Regions from separate parts of the Zea mays genome. Here region 2 is linked to region 1. Evidence: chromatin contacts called from public Hi-C data. All regions are on one chromosome and are shown on one strand. Each heading gives the region's core, a stretch centred on a gene start, on an enhancer-like site or on the middle of the called end of the contact. The rest is flanking DNA. Distances are from core to core; before and after follow the strand shown. Region 1 holds the start of LOC103637596 (P-loop containing nucleoside triphosphate hydrolase superfamily protein). Region 2 holds the start of LOC100277352 (putative calcium-dependent protein kinase family protein).

Region 1 (6,199 bases), core at 2,996-5,495:
CTCACACTTTGCAGTCTGAACAACTCAAATGAACTAGAAGCAGTGCAAAATATAAGTTTCGCATGTTTCAAACACAAGTCCCGGATTGAAAGCTCATTGTCTTCACAAGGAAGCCGCATGTTTGAAAGAGACATAAGAATTTTTATGCAAAGAGACTTTATGTCCAAAGGGCTATCTAGAGAAATCTTACAGTCATGAAAGTCATCTTCATCATCTATCAGATCATCATGACTACCAGATGAGTCAGGAACTTCATCGGCAGGATTAAAGATTGTAAAAAGAAGCTCATCAGACACATCATCTGCGCTCAGCGACTGCTGCAATTTATCTAGCAATCTTTTGACGAACATCATTTTATCAAAGTTCTTGCCCAGGGAACTCCTTGGTAGATGGTCATAGAATGTATCGATACATCTGACCAATCCATCGGCTAAAGTGCTGAATCTACTTGTAAAATATTTCTTAAAGGTAAGGTCGCGTGCATCACTGCTTCCTTGCTGTATATCCACGGACATTCTGTACCGAGAATTGCAATTTTTTAGGAATGTTACAACAGAATCCACACAATGCTTCCACCCATGTTGTCTGTTGAAGCTGCTCAACAACTTCTGGACACGGTCATCCAAATATATTTCTGACAGTAACTTGCCAATTTGCAAACGGTCCTTGTTACCGAATAAAATGATGTCACCTAATGAATAATTGTGTCTTAGAGAGAAGTCCCCAATCAGCTCAAGAAGACGAGAAGCAACTTGCAGGACAGCCATGTTAGTTGGAGCACATGCGAGAGTTCTCTGTTCCTTCATCAGAAGCATTTGTAGCATCACTGCAACTGTTGTAGTTTTACCCGTGCCTGGTGGACCCCAAACTAGCCCCATAGAAGACCTGTGAGTGCATTCACTTGCCAAAATGCAACTTGCTACAGCATCAAGTTGTGAGTCATTCAGCTTAAAATCACAGAGATCACCCTTGATTTCATCATGTGATTTATTGACGCAGTGTTTACAATGTCCAAGAGCCTGCAGCATCAATACAAAAACTTCAGCCTTCAATGCACAAAAAGCAATGGTTCATGAGTTCTATAAACAAAAACGTAAAAAAGAAGACAACTAACAACACAAAATCTTCAAATTGTATGAACATGCATCACCACATTCATTTTGTGCCATCAGAATGTGAATTACTTAACAAAAAGCTGACAATGTCAACGAAGGCCAACTTTGCATACAATGTTGGTAAAATAACAGTAGGGCTTAAAATTAATACTGCGGCAGCATAACAGTAGGAAGGAGCAATTCCATTCATTCCATTCCACAAGCTATAGCATACAGTTATACTAGATCAACTGGTCAGCAGTTAAGAATATGGAGTTAATTTTCATGTCATTTCATATAATTTAAAGTGGTGTGTGACATTCTAGGAGTATTTTTATAAAGCTCCGCATATCTGTAACATCAGGGTGCCAATCATGAAAAGAATATATGCAAGCGTGTGAGCAGCAGTGAAACAGATATTCTAACATATAGTTCAAAACCATGCATGCCTAGATAGACAAGTTGCTCCATTCTATAAACAATGCAAACAAGCAACGATTGTTTATTGCACTTTGTTCGCATCTTACACAAGAAATAATAACAGAAAAAAGCAAGACATGTGATGATCAAAAGCATACAATCCTCATTAAGGTATTTCAGATACAACTACAAAAGATAACATGGAAAAGGGATTTTTCTCTTGTAAACTACAAACTAGTCATGTCAGCTAATATTGTAACTGAAAAACTCACATAATTGTTTCTGCCCAACATGCTATGGATGATTTTTGAATCCATTGTCAGACCCCTTCGGAGCACAACCCAAACACGGTCATATGTTACCATATTAGTCAGGTACATGGCATAGAAGGACCATCGCTTTGATTCACCTGTCTCTTTCTCATTTCTTCCATGCACATCGCTGCGCTTTTCAACCTTGTGTGACTCTTTCCAGACATTGCGATGCACAGATGAGTTTCTACATTTCGAAGCCATTGCTTCTTGATCTAGCATTTCCCAAGACTTGTCCAAACATTCAGCATACAACTTATCGTATTTATTAGCCCCAATTGGTCGCCGTTCACCTCCTTGAGCCCCAGTCTCCATCAACTGTGATGCCTTGACTGTCATCTTGTTACCATTAACCTTACTGACCCATACGATGACACAGGATTTGGACTGTTTCAGGATATCAGATTGATTTGCCGGTTTCGTTTCTGAAATCAGTAGAACATCAGCCGATTTTGGCTTATAATTATCAATCCCACAGCCATGAGACGTTCCCCTCCATCTGCCAAGACTGATCTCGTATGACCCCTTCCCTTTCCTCATTGAATTAACAGAGAGCAGGTCTGCATATGGAGCGTTGGAGATGTCCTCCATGCTTGAACACATGTCACCTCTAACCTCTTCTAAAAGTGGCCCAAAATACGATGTCATGTACTGCTCTATGCTGCTAAATGTCTCTGGTATCTTCGACACCTGTAAGAACAATCTACTTCCATGAATCATAGATGTTTAGCAGTTTGTGATAAATCAGTCCATAAAACATTTATTTTTATGTTTAAATCGGTTTGAATATATTCAGTATAATCAGTCCATAAATCTGCTAAAGTATAATCTGTAGTGTACCCCTTTGAGAACAGGATCCGTTGCCATAAGAATAAGTGTAATGCAATGATGCCTCCAAATGTCATAGGCGGATGTACGTGAATGAAATATAAAATTCAGACAGCAGCAGGATAGTTATATCCTAGCTAGTGGCACAGTCTAAACCAGTGTTTTAAGACCGTCCGATTAATTGACGTTTGACAATTAGTCGACTGATCGTAAATATGCATTTGATTAGAGGTAACGACACGATTAGCACGATCAGGAATCTGATCGTCCAACTAACCATCAATTAGTCATGATTAAACGAACAATTAGATCGCGGACGATTAGTTTGCTGCTTGGGGATTTTGGCAATCTGCATTGTGAACGTTTAATCGTTAGGGATATTGTCTACTTTTAGTTGTGTACTTGTGTTAGACTGTACCAGCCGAGTTTTTTTTACTTGTGTTTGACTGCTTGTTACCTTAATGTTAGCACTTAGCAGTTTAGCATGGTCCTACATTTTGTTGAATCTAAATTTCATGCTTTTAGATCTACATTTAATTTGGTGTTGCTGTTGCTTGCTGTTTAGGTTTGTTGTGTCCTACGCAGATTAAATTTTGATTTTTATTTTTTTGGTACAAAAATTCAATGCTGGGCTGCTGACTACGCTAGGGGTGTGTGGCACTGTGGCTATTAGCTAGGGCCATTGTGGTCTGGGTTCATACAATATACTACCAATCCAATGAGATTTCGCTACACATTTTCAATTCAAGACTCATGTTTGAAATGCAATTTAGCATAAACGATTAATCGTTCTGATCGTCCTATTAATCGTTCTGATCGGCTGATCGCCCCTCTGGGGCTCAGAAGCAATCAACCGATTAGAAAACATTGGTCTAAACTCTAAACCAAAGCAGTAGACCTAGACGATATCGCGGGGACCTAGGTGCAATTCAAACGACAAACAAAGCGCAATCAGTAAATCATCCGCTGCTGAAGTTACAAGGGAAAACGAATTGTACAAAAAAATCACTACCCAACACCAAATGCGGGCCCCAAATAACTCCACCTAATGAACCTAAAACAGCCCAGGGGAAGGGAGGAATGCCCATTAACGCGCAAAACCCCACGCACTTCCTCAGATCCACACGGATCGTCCGCTAAGCACGCCAGGTGCCTAGTAGAGAGATGTGGAGAGGGAAGCGCGGGCGGGCGGCGGGCAACGTAAGCAGCTTCTCACCTTGTCGCGGAGCAGGTCCTTGTCGAGGATTTGGTCCACGGACCACGAGAGCACTATCTCGGAGAGGCTCTGGCTTCTCCACCGCCACAGCGCGTCCACCGGGCCGTCCTTCCCCGGCGTCCGCGCCGCCTGGCGCCGCTCCTCCTCCTCATCGCCGGCCCCGTTGACAGCGGAGCTCGACGGGTAGCCGCGATCCTCGTCGCCGTCGCTGGCGTCATGGGGACGGCGCATTTTGCCTCGGCTCGGAAGTGCACGAGGGGGGTCAAGAGGCCAGACGAAGGCGACGAGGCGCTGTTTCGCGATTAGCAGGGGATTTGGGGAACCCTTTTTCCTTAAGACAGGGGCTCTCAAATCCTAGGTCTATTTGTAGTCGGTAGGCGATAGGATAGGGCAAGGTATCCACCTGCATATTTTAAATCTAGAACATATATGTATATATATCTATCTCATCTCCCGCCACTGGTAGAAGAAGTTTTTCGTAAAATTGATGGTTATATGAATATGAATATCATACCTTTAAGACTTTGTTTAGGTTTAGGGTTTCGTAAAATTGACATAAAATAGATGTCCTAATTTAAAATATGTATATAAATATTATAACTTTAAAACTTTGTTTGGATACTCTGTTATTTACTTTAATTTACACGTATCAAGATAGATTAAAATGTAACTTTAACAAATTCACACCTCAACCCACCAGACATCGACACGAGTTTCTGTTGTTGATATCCATTCGTTGCAGCTCGCTCGAATATTCATGACAAGTTTGGTTAGTGTCAGGTCAGAGTTTGCAACGACAAAATATGCCTGTTACATAAAGTATGACGGATAAAATCAAAGCCACACGTAAAAAATAAATTAACATGTAAAATAGGATGCTAAAAGATATGGCATATCAGAGAACCAAATAGCTACCAATAATTGTACTACTAACCTAAACCTTCGGTATTTATCGAACTAATCGGTTCGGTTCTTTGGTCCCTACAAATTCAGTTCCTTGAAGAATAGGTATTCATTGGTTTCTTTAAAAATCAAAACCGAGCAACTTTGGTTTTGATATTTACCGAAAAAATATTGAACAAATAAAAAACATACAATAGCAAGTTTAAAAGCCAAATTTGACATATTTTTTATATGTTTTCATAGAGAATAATAATAGTGAATACGTGTGTGTGTGTGTATATATATATATATATATATATATATATATATATATATATATATATATATATATATTGTATATTAGGAGCCCTGTGCTTCCAATAACTAAAGGAAGCTCAGGCCAGACAGTGCAATCCGGTCGAGCCGGACCAGGTTCAGACGTCTATAAAAAAATCTATAGTGCTAGGGATCAGTTTTTCACGCCCCATCTCGATTCATTAGCGACGGCGGTTGCCCGACAGCGCGCGCGGCGGTGGACCCCGGCCAGTGGCTGCGGTGGCCGCGGCTCCCCGACCTCGACATGCGGTGGCGGCGGTTCCCAGGCCGGCGGTGGCGGCCCCCGATCCAGAGGGCGAGCGGCGGCAGCGCCCTTATGCGGTGGCGGCGGTTCCCAGGCTGGTGGCCGCAACTCCATTACCTCGACGCGCGGTGGCGGAGGTTCCTCGATCCGCAGCGGGGCCATTGTGTGGGCAAGAGGCGGCGTCCCTGAAGCCCCGAGGAGGCGGCACTTCCAAGGCCGGTGAGCAAGCGACGCCTGTCGACGTGCGAGTAGCGACGGCGACGAATGAGGCGCGATGTTCGAGCGAGCGACGTCACAGAAGGCGCAAGATGCACGCAGCGATGATCACGCGTGACATCCTCCGATCCGGCGCAGTTTTCATTTCGATTATTGTGTTTTATGCCTACCACATGTACTATTTACGCTAAAAACTGTACAATTTTATGCTTGAACACGGAGTTCGTATATCAGTTTACTGCATGCACATTAGAAAGGCAATTCCTTAATTTATGTTGTTCGTAATTTGCGCGCATGCAATGGAAACTCCCACGATTTTGCCATAATTTTTGGATCTGTATAAAAATAGAAACCGCATGCATGCGACTGCCATGTTTTTTCGGATCTGTCAGAAAAATAGGATCGTAATAACAACCTACTAGAGCTATCAACCTCTCATTGACTCGGTATTTACGCTTATAATTGAGGAATTTTATGCTCAAAACTTAAGGTTTTTACGCTTCAGCCGGATATGCGTCCACCAGTGAACAACATGCCAGATTTTTTACGCAGTGTAAGGAATTGCATAAATACCTACACTGTGTAGTATAATTTGTTTCAATATACATCATTAACTAGTTCTAATTGCATAAATACCTATATTTATGAAGGA
Region 2 (6,611 bases), core at 808-3,307, 440 kb after region 1:
AGCAAATCACTAAGATAAGAATCTAATAGATATTTTCTTATAAAATTGTATGTTCATTGTTACCTTTTTGTTACGTTCTTCACACATGTATGATTTACCGTAAGTGTGTTATGTGTATCAAACTCCACAAAGAAAAAAAGGACATTGGTATAACACAACACACAACTATGAACCTATGCATAATTGTTGTTTACATTTGTTCAATGCACTCTCAAGAAAAAATACCTTCATCGACATTCCTTTGAACAAAACAACTAAGAAAAAAGCACATAAACAGTTGGTCTTTTGAGGAAAGAGTTTTTTGCCTACACACATATTAAAAATTGCTAACAATTGGGACTATCATCATATCTTATCACAGATCAATTTAAACCTAATGGATGTTTACGTACCAAAGCTCTAAGTTTTATCTATTGTCTTGAAAGTTGAAAACTCGTCTCATTTATGTGTGTGGTTTCTCATAACGTAGCGCATCTCACACTCCACACAAAAGTTGTATGCATCATAACAATACAACTAAGGGCATGTCTTGAAGCACCCGTTTTTTAAGAATCTGGTTTATGAAAACTGAAGTGGTTTCAAACATAACAGTTTATATTCCAGTTTATAGAAACTGGATTCCCAGTTTCTTAAAACCAAGAAGTTAGACTCCCCTAGCTAAGCGAAAGGGCTTCTAGCCTAATGGCTAAGAGCTTCAGAGTACGGAGTGATTTTTCAGGCTTGGTTAAAAAATCCCCTCGTTGTGCCCTATTCGCTCTAGGGTCACGATGTCTCGTGCCCTCGGGTTGAGCCATTGCAGAGTAGACGGTTGACGCCAGTCCGTTAGTGATGGGAGGTTAGGATTCAACGATTTTCTCGGTCGGGACCATTGTTTCGGTCTCTTTTTAATATAATACCGGGAGGGCAGTCTTTCCCTCTCCAGCTGAGTTTTTTAGACTCCCCTAGCTAAAACCACTTTATGAAAATTGAGGTGGTTCCAACTTGCAAACACCATAAACCAGATTTTTATAAATCAGTTTCCAAAAACTAGAGATAAAAACTGGATTCTTAAAACTAGGTTGTTTCCACATAGGGCATAAGAATCTAGCTAATCATAGTTGTTGTTTTTGTTTATGATGGCTTAGAGCATCTCCAGTAATTGTCCAAAAAACCCACTAAATTTAATTTAGGGTGTTAATAAACAAAAATCATGCTATAACAGTTCCTTAAATAAGGTCCATAAATATACAAGCTTTTTAAATATTCCTATTAGTCTCTAAACTTGGGTAGTTGTTTCGCACTCCCAATAGCATGTTTTTGTCAACAATCACACCGTGAAATCACTTATAAATCAAAGTTTCGGAAGCATTTTTTTAGAAAACTAATGGGGATGCTCTTAGATTACCCTCTGGCTAGGGATAAAAGAACCCTGTCAGCATTGCTCTGAACAAAACAATCAACCCGAAACATCTAAAATAGTTGTAGTCTTTTTGAGCAAAGAGAATTTTGGTTACACTTATTTTGTCAAAAAAGTGCTAACAGCTCGACCACCATCATATATTGACACGAAACTGTTTGAATCTAATGGATATTCGCATGTGGTTCATGAAGATTCACAACAACCTATAATTATTGTGGTTCTTGAATATCACTTTTAAAACAAAGAAAACTCTCATGAGCACTGATTTGTATTGATAGAACATATGTTAAATGCTGAGTCTGTTCGGCTCCAACTGTATTTCGCGAGAGGAGAATAAACCCTAGGTCTCTCACAGAGTACCCTAGGTATACTATAGATGCAAAAACTTTTCTCTCGCTGGGCACTGTAGCTGCATCTGGAGTTTTTTTTACCATCCAAGGCCGTTGATTTCGAGCCTTTTGTCCTTTATGGAAAATCGCAGACGTCTACCAAGCCTCCAGCGGCCAGCGCGGCGAAACCTGTCATCCACGCCGCACGCTGCCGTGGCACTCAACCGGCCCGTCCTACCCCCACGGGCCCCACCCAGTCCACCACCCAGTATAAAACACCCTCCTCCTCCTCCGGCTGCTGCGCAGTGTGCTCCATCTCCATTTTTCTCCTCCTCTCGTTTTTGCGTTTAGGCCCCTGGGGAAGCAGGGATTCTGGCGACGGTCCCTCCCCCCGGCTCTCCCGCCTCGCGGCTCCGATCGAGGCCGCAGCGTCAGGTAAGATCCTTCACGGCCGCTTCCGGTCCTCATGGACCCGCATTCCACCTCGTGCGCGCGCTGTCGGCTCTGGATTTCGTCTACTTCGGCGAGGACTCGGAGTTAGAAACTAGAAGCCGTGTCCGGGGAGTCGCCGAGGTCTCTAGTAGGAGGCATTCCATGGCAGGATTTGGTGAGAATCTTTGTTCGCGGGGCGAATTTCGGTGCCAGTAACTCTTGGACCGGGGATTCTGGTGCCAAGGACACTGTAGTAGAAGATCCTAAATTTGGGTGGCGGTTTAAGCTATAGAATACGGTGGAACTGATACAGAGGTTTTGGAATTGTCGCTTCAAATATCTTAGAGGAGCCAGGAATAGTTGGCAACAGTACTAGTTTTTGTTTGTTTATAATTTACAAGTCTTCTGTTGTTCGCTCCTTTTTATGATAAATTTTTGGCTTAAATTTACGGTGCAGTATTTATTACTTGTACTGTAATTAGGAGTTCTGATCAGGTACATATGTTGGGGTGAGAAAAAAGCAGGCAGCAGTAGGTTTTCTTGTTTTGACGCAGAACTTCTTTATCGATGTCGCTGTTTTTATTTAAAGTTGTATTTTTGCGTCTTGCAGTGCAGTTGCATTAATGGGAAACCAATGCCAAAATGGAACCTACGGGTACGGGAGCAATTACAACAGCTACAACCACTTTCAGAAGGAGCCTCTGGCTTCTAGGCACTGTGATGGGGACGATACTGAGGGTTGCTACACAGGGCCATCTAGACCGAGCATAGCAGACCTTATGCGACAAGGACTGAGGCAGACTTTAACGTCCATCTCTGTTCTTGGTCGAGAGACTCCTAATGTCACAGAGCATTATACCCTTGGCCGGCAGCTTGGAGAGGGTCTCACTGGGACCACCTACCTCTGCACCGAGACCAGCACTGGGTGTCAGTTCGCATGCAAGTCCATCCTGAAGACAAGGTTCCGGAACATGCAAGATGTTGAAGACGTGCGCCGTGAGGTCCAGATAATGCGCTACCTTTCAGGGCAAAAGGATGTAGTCGCCATCAAGGACGCGTACGAGGACGAGGAGGCCGTGCACATTGTCATGGAGCTCTGCGAAGGCGGCGAGCTGTATGACCGGATTAAGAAGGGGAACTACAGCGAGCAGAAGGCTGCACATCTTATAAGGACTATTGTTGGCGTCATAGAGAACTTCCATTCACTTGGTGTCATGCACCGGGATCTTAAGCCAGAAAACTTCCTCTTACAGGATAAAGACGATGATTTGTCGATAAAAGTAATCGACTTTGGTCTCTCCGTGTTCTTCAAACCAGGTAGTATATCAATTTAGAACAAGCCATCAGGCTGTTTGAATTCTCAAGTAATGATATTCTGCTAATGTTTTGATCTATGTTGCATAACCCAGTATGTCCTTCTAGTTGTCCGCGAGTGAAACATTTTATTTGTGTTGCTAATTATCTTGTGTCTTCCACAGAGCATAACAGTATAGCATAGTATTTCCTCCTTGTATAGTTTTTGCCCTGACCGATTCACATCTAGTCACCTTTGATTTATGCCGGAGTATGGAAGTATGCACCAATTCTGGAGTTTTTCCCCTGAATACAGAATTTGCAAAATTTCAGGTGAGGTCTTTACTGAAACAGTCGGAAGCCCGTATTATATTGCTCCAGAAGTATTGCAGAAACATTATGGACCAGAGGCTGATGTGTGGACAGCTGGAGTGATACTCTATGTACTGCTAAGTGGCGTGCCACCATTTTGGGCAGGTGAATTAATTAGACATGATATTTGACTATTTGAAGTTTTCTTTCACTGCCGTTTTCTGGATGTGCTCAAGTCATCCATTTAATTTTGTACCAGATACACATGAAGGAGTACTTGACAAAGTGCGGAATGGGCATTTTGATTTTGAATCAGACCAGTGGCACATGATTTCGGACAGCGCAAAGGATCTTATAAGAAAAATGCTCTGCCCTTGTCCATCGGAGAGATTGAAAGCCCATGAAGTTCTAAGTATGATTTAACCCTTGTGCATATTAGTTTTTTCTCATTTCAATACCATATATTTACATGCCTTGCTTTTCCTAGAATGACTTTTACCAGCTGTTTATTCCTGGAAATTCACAGTAACTATTGTAAGATCAAGGAGTTGATAATACAATGATCTTTTGTTTCTAAATGCTCAGAGCATCCATGGATATGTGATAATGGAGTGGCTACTCATCAAACTCTGGATCCAACTGTTCTTTCTCGTACCAATAAATTATCTGCAGTGAATAAATCAAAGAAATTGGCTCTACAGGTGTGTTTATATGCCATGGAGTAGTTATTTTAATTTCTATTTTTTTGCACCATGGTAAATCACTATCAGGGCTTTTGGGAAAGAAATTGGAGATGTTTTTTGTTACCTTTATTCCCCTAACATGGATCCTTCTGTGATGTAATAGTTTAAACTTGGCTACCATTGTTACTTGCTATAAAAGATTAAAACGACCCAAAATATGGTAAACATCATGAAATTCTCTACATGGTGTCTTAAAACATGATGCAAAGCTTTTCATTATTCAGGTATTAATATATTTGTCATCAACTCATCATTGTTGTCAGTGCGCATATTGTCACTGGTCAATCATGTATCTGTTTTATTTTTGCTTCAGAGAATTGATCAGAGCTTTTTACTATTTGGTTTGATTTGTCTGATCTGCCGTTCTAGGTTGATTTAGATAATTCCATAGGTTGCTTTGCAAGGATAGATGGGATGTAAAGTACTCTATATTAGTCTGGCAATTCAATATCATAACAATTCACTTCTTTTTCCATTTGTGAATCTTCCTGATTTTGGCCCAGGTTATTGCTAAGCATCTTTCAGAAGAGGAGATTGCTAGGTTAAGAGGAATGTTCAAGGCAATGGACAATGGAAACAATGTTGTGATTACTTTGTCTGAGCTTAAAGAAGGTTTGAGCAAATGCGGCTCAGTGTTTAGAAACATTGAGATTAGTGATATCGTGGAAGCGGTAAGTAATTCTATGTGGAGCACTAGCAATCATACTGGTGTGTATGACGTATTGACGTATCTTTTAAAAAACTTGATGACGTTTCAGAGTACTAATGGAAGCAATCATACTGGTGCGTATGATGTATCTTTTTTAAAACTTGATGACGTTTCAGAGTACTAATGGACGAACTAGAAGCGATACTACTAATGTGTTGTTGAAGTACCTTTTAAATTGGTCCTTTTGTTTAATAAGCACTGAAGCATCCACATGTCATATGTATTAAATAGGTCACTGAAGTAGTCTGATCTCAACTGTATGGGGCTCTAATCCCCTCTTCTCTTCTTAATGTAATGATACACAGACCTCCCGCGTGTTGGAGAAAAGAAGTCCGATGCATGAACTGATCTCATAACTGAATTTTTTATTTATTGAATGCTTGAAAATAGAACTGATTTCATAACTTTAAGAAGTTTTATTTATTGAATGTTTGTAAAAAGTACTGAGATAACATATTGCTGTCTTCATAATTCAAACGCATGGATTTACAGGAAAAAACAACTAAGCATATCTTTATCCAGTACACTATTTTTTATTGCTATAGAGCACAGCATGCATTTACAGTAAATTACTGTCATCCTTATTGAAAATCCTTTTATATCTTCAGGATGATTATGACGGCAACACCAATATCAACTGGGAAGAGTTTATTGCTGTAACAGTGCCCCTAAATAAAACAGAACACAAAGAACACTTGATGGCGGCCTTAACATATTTCGACAAAGATGGAGGTGATTACATCACTGTCGACGAGCTTCAAAAGGCTTCAGTGGAACACGAGATGAAAAATGCTTTCCTTGAGGACACCATTTATCAGGTTGATCAGAACAATGTAAGTCTACCTTCTGATTCCTCACCAAGCTATGGTATCAGTGATTTCGATAAGTTTGTGGAATGGAATGATTCATGCTTTGCTTTCTGGAGCATTGTTCCCCCATGTTTGATAGAAAGTACATTGGCCCTAAACGATTTTACTTTGAGAAATGCCTCTTGGTACTAGGGAGTGAAAAAAAAAACGAGCGCATGTACAGTATGGCGGTTTTACAGCTTGCAGTTCCAATAACAAACACCAAAATATCCGCGTTTCCATTTTCTATAAAATTTGTGCTTTCCTAATGTAATGAAACAGAGATCTCCAGTTCTTTTGTCATATATGATTGATTTTTTTTGTAGGAAGGACTATTTTCATATCTAGTTTAAGACATGAATAAGCATGTAGGGAAAAAAATTCCCTGCTGACAATCTGGTCTGTGAACTTGTCATTCTGTAAATTTTCAGGACGGCCAGACCAACTATGGCGAGTTCGTCACAATGATGCAGAGCGACAGCTCTGGGCTTGGGTGGCAAACAATGGAAAGCAGCATGAACGTACCCCTGAGGGAGGCACCTGAAG

Evidence for each region. A called contact is a pair of places that touch in the nucleus more often than the background predicts.
Region 2: a Hi-C map of ear shows a contact between it and region 1, with 2.9 times the contacts expected there. The contact joins the promoter of LOC100277352 here to the promoter of LOC103637596 in region 1. A contact is called at or near these places in 4 of 25 Hi-C or Micro-C datasets (bundle sheath, ear, leaf and 1 more).

What each region holds. Positions count from the first base shown.
Region 1 is chr1:84,734,430-84,740,628 of Zm-B73-REFERENCE-NAM-5.0, forward strand. It overlaps LOC103637596 (P-loop containing nucleoside triphosphate hydrolase superfamily protein), which reads right to left and starts at 4,246. Exons shown (of 7, transcript XM_008659756.3): 1 at 3,870-4,246; 2 at 1,787-2,515; 3 at 1-1,019. The coding sequence starts at 4,100.
Region 2 is chr1:85,177,287-85,183,897 of Zm-B73-REFERENCE-NAM-5.0, forward strand. It overlaps LOC100277352 (putative calcium-dependent protein kinase family protein), which reads left to right and starts at 2,058. Exons shown (of 8, transcript NM_001150943.1): 1 at 2,058-2,163; 2 at 2,771-3,477; 3 at 3,787-3,930; 4 at 4,025-4,177; 5 at 4,351-4,466; 6 at 5,012-5,179; 7 at 5,826-6,050; 8 at 6,497-6,611. The coding sequence starts at 2,784.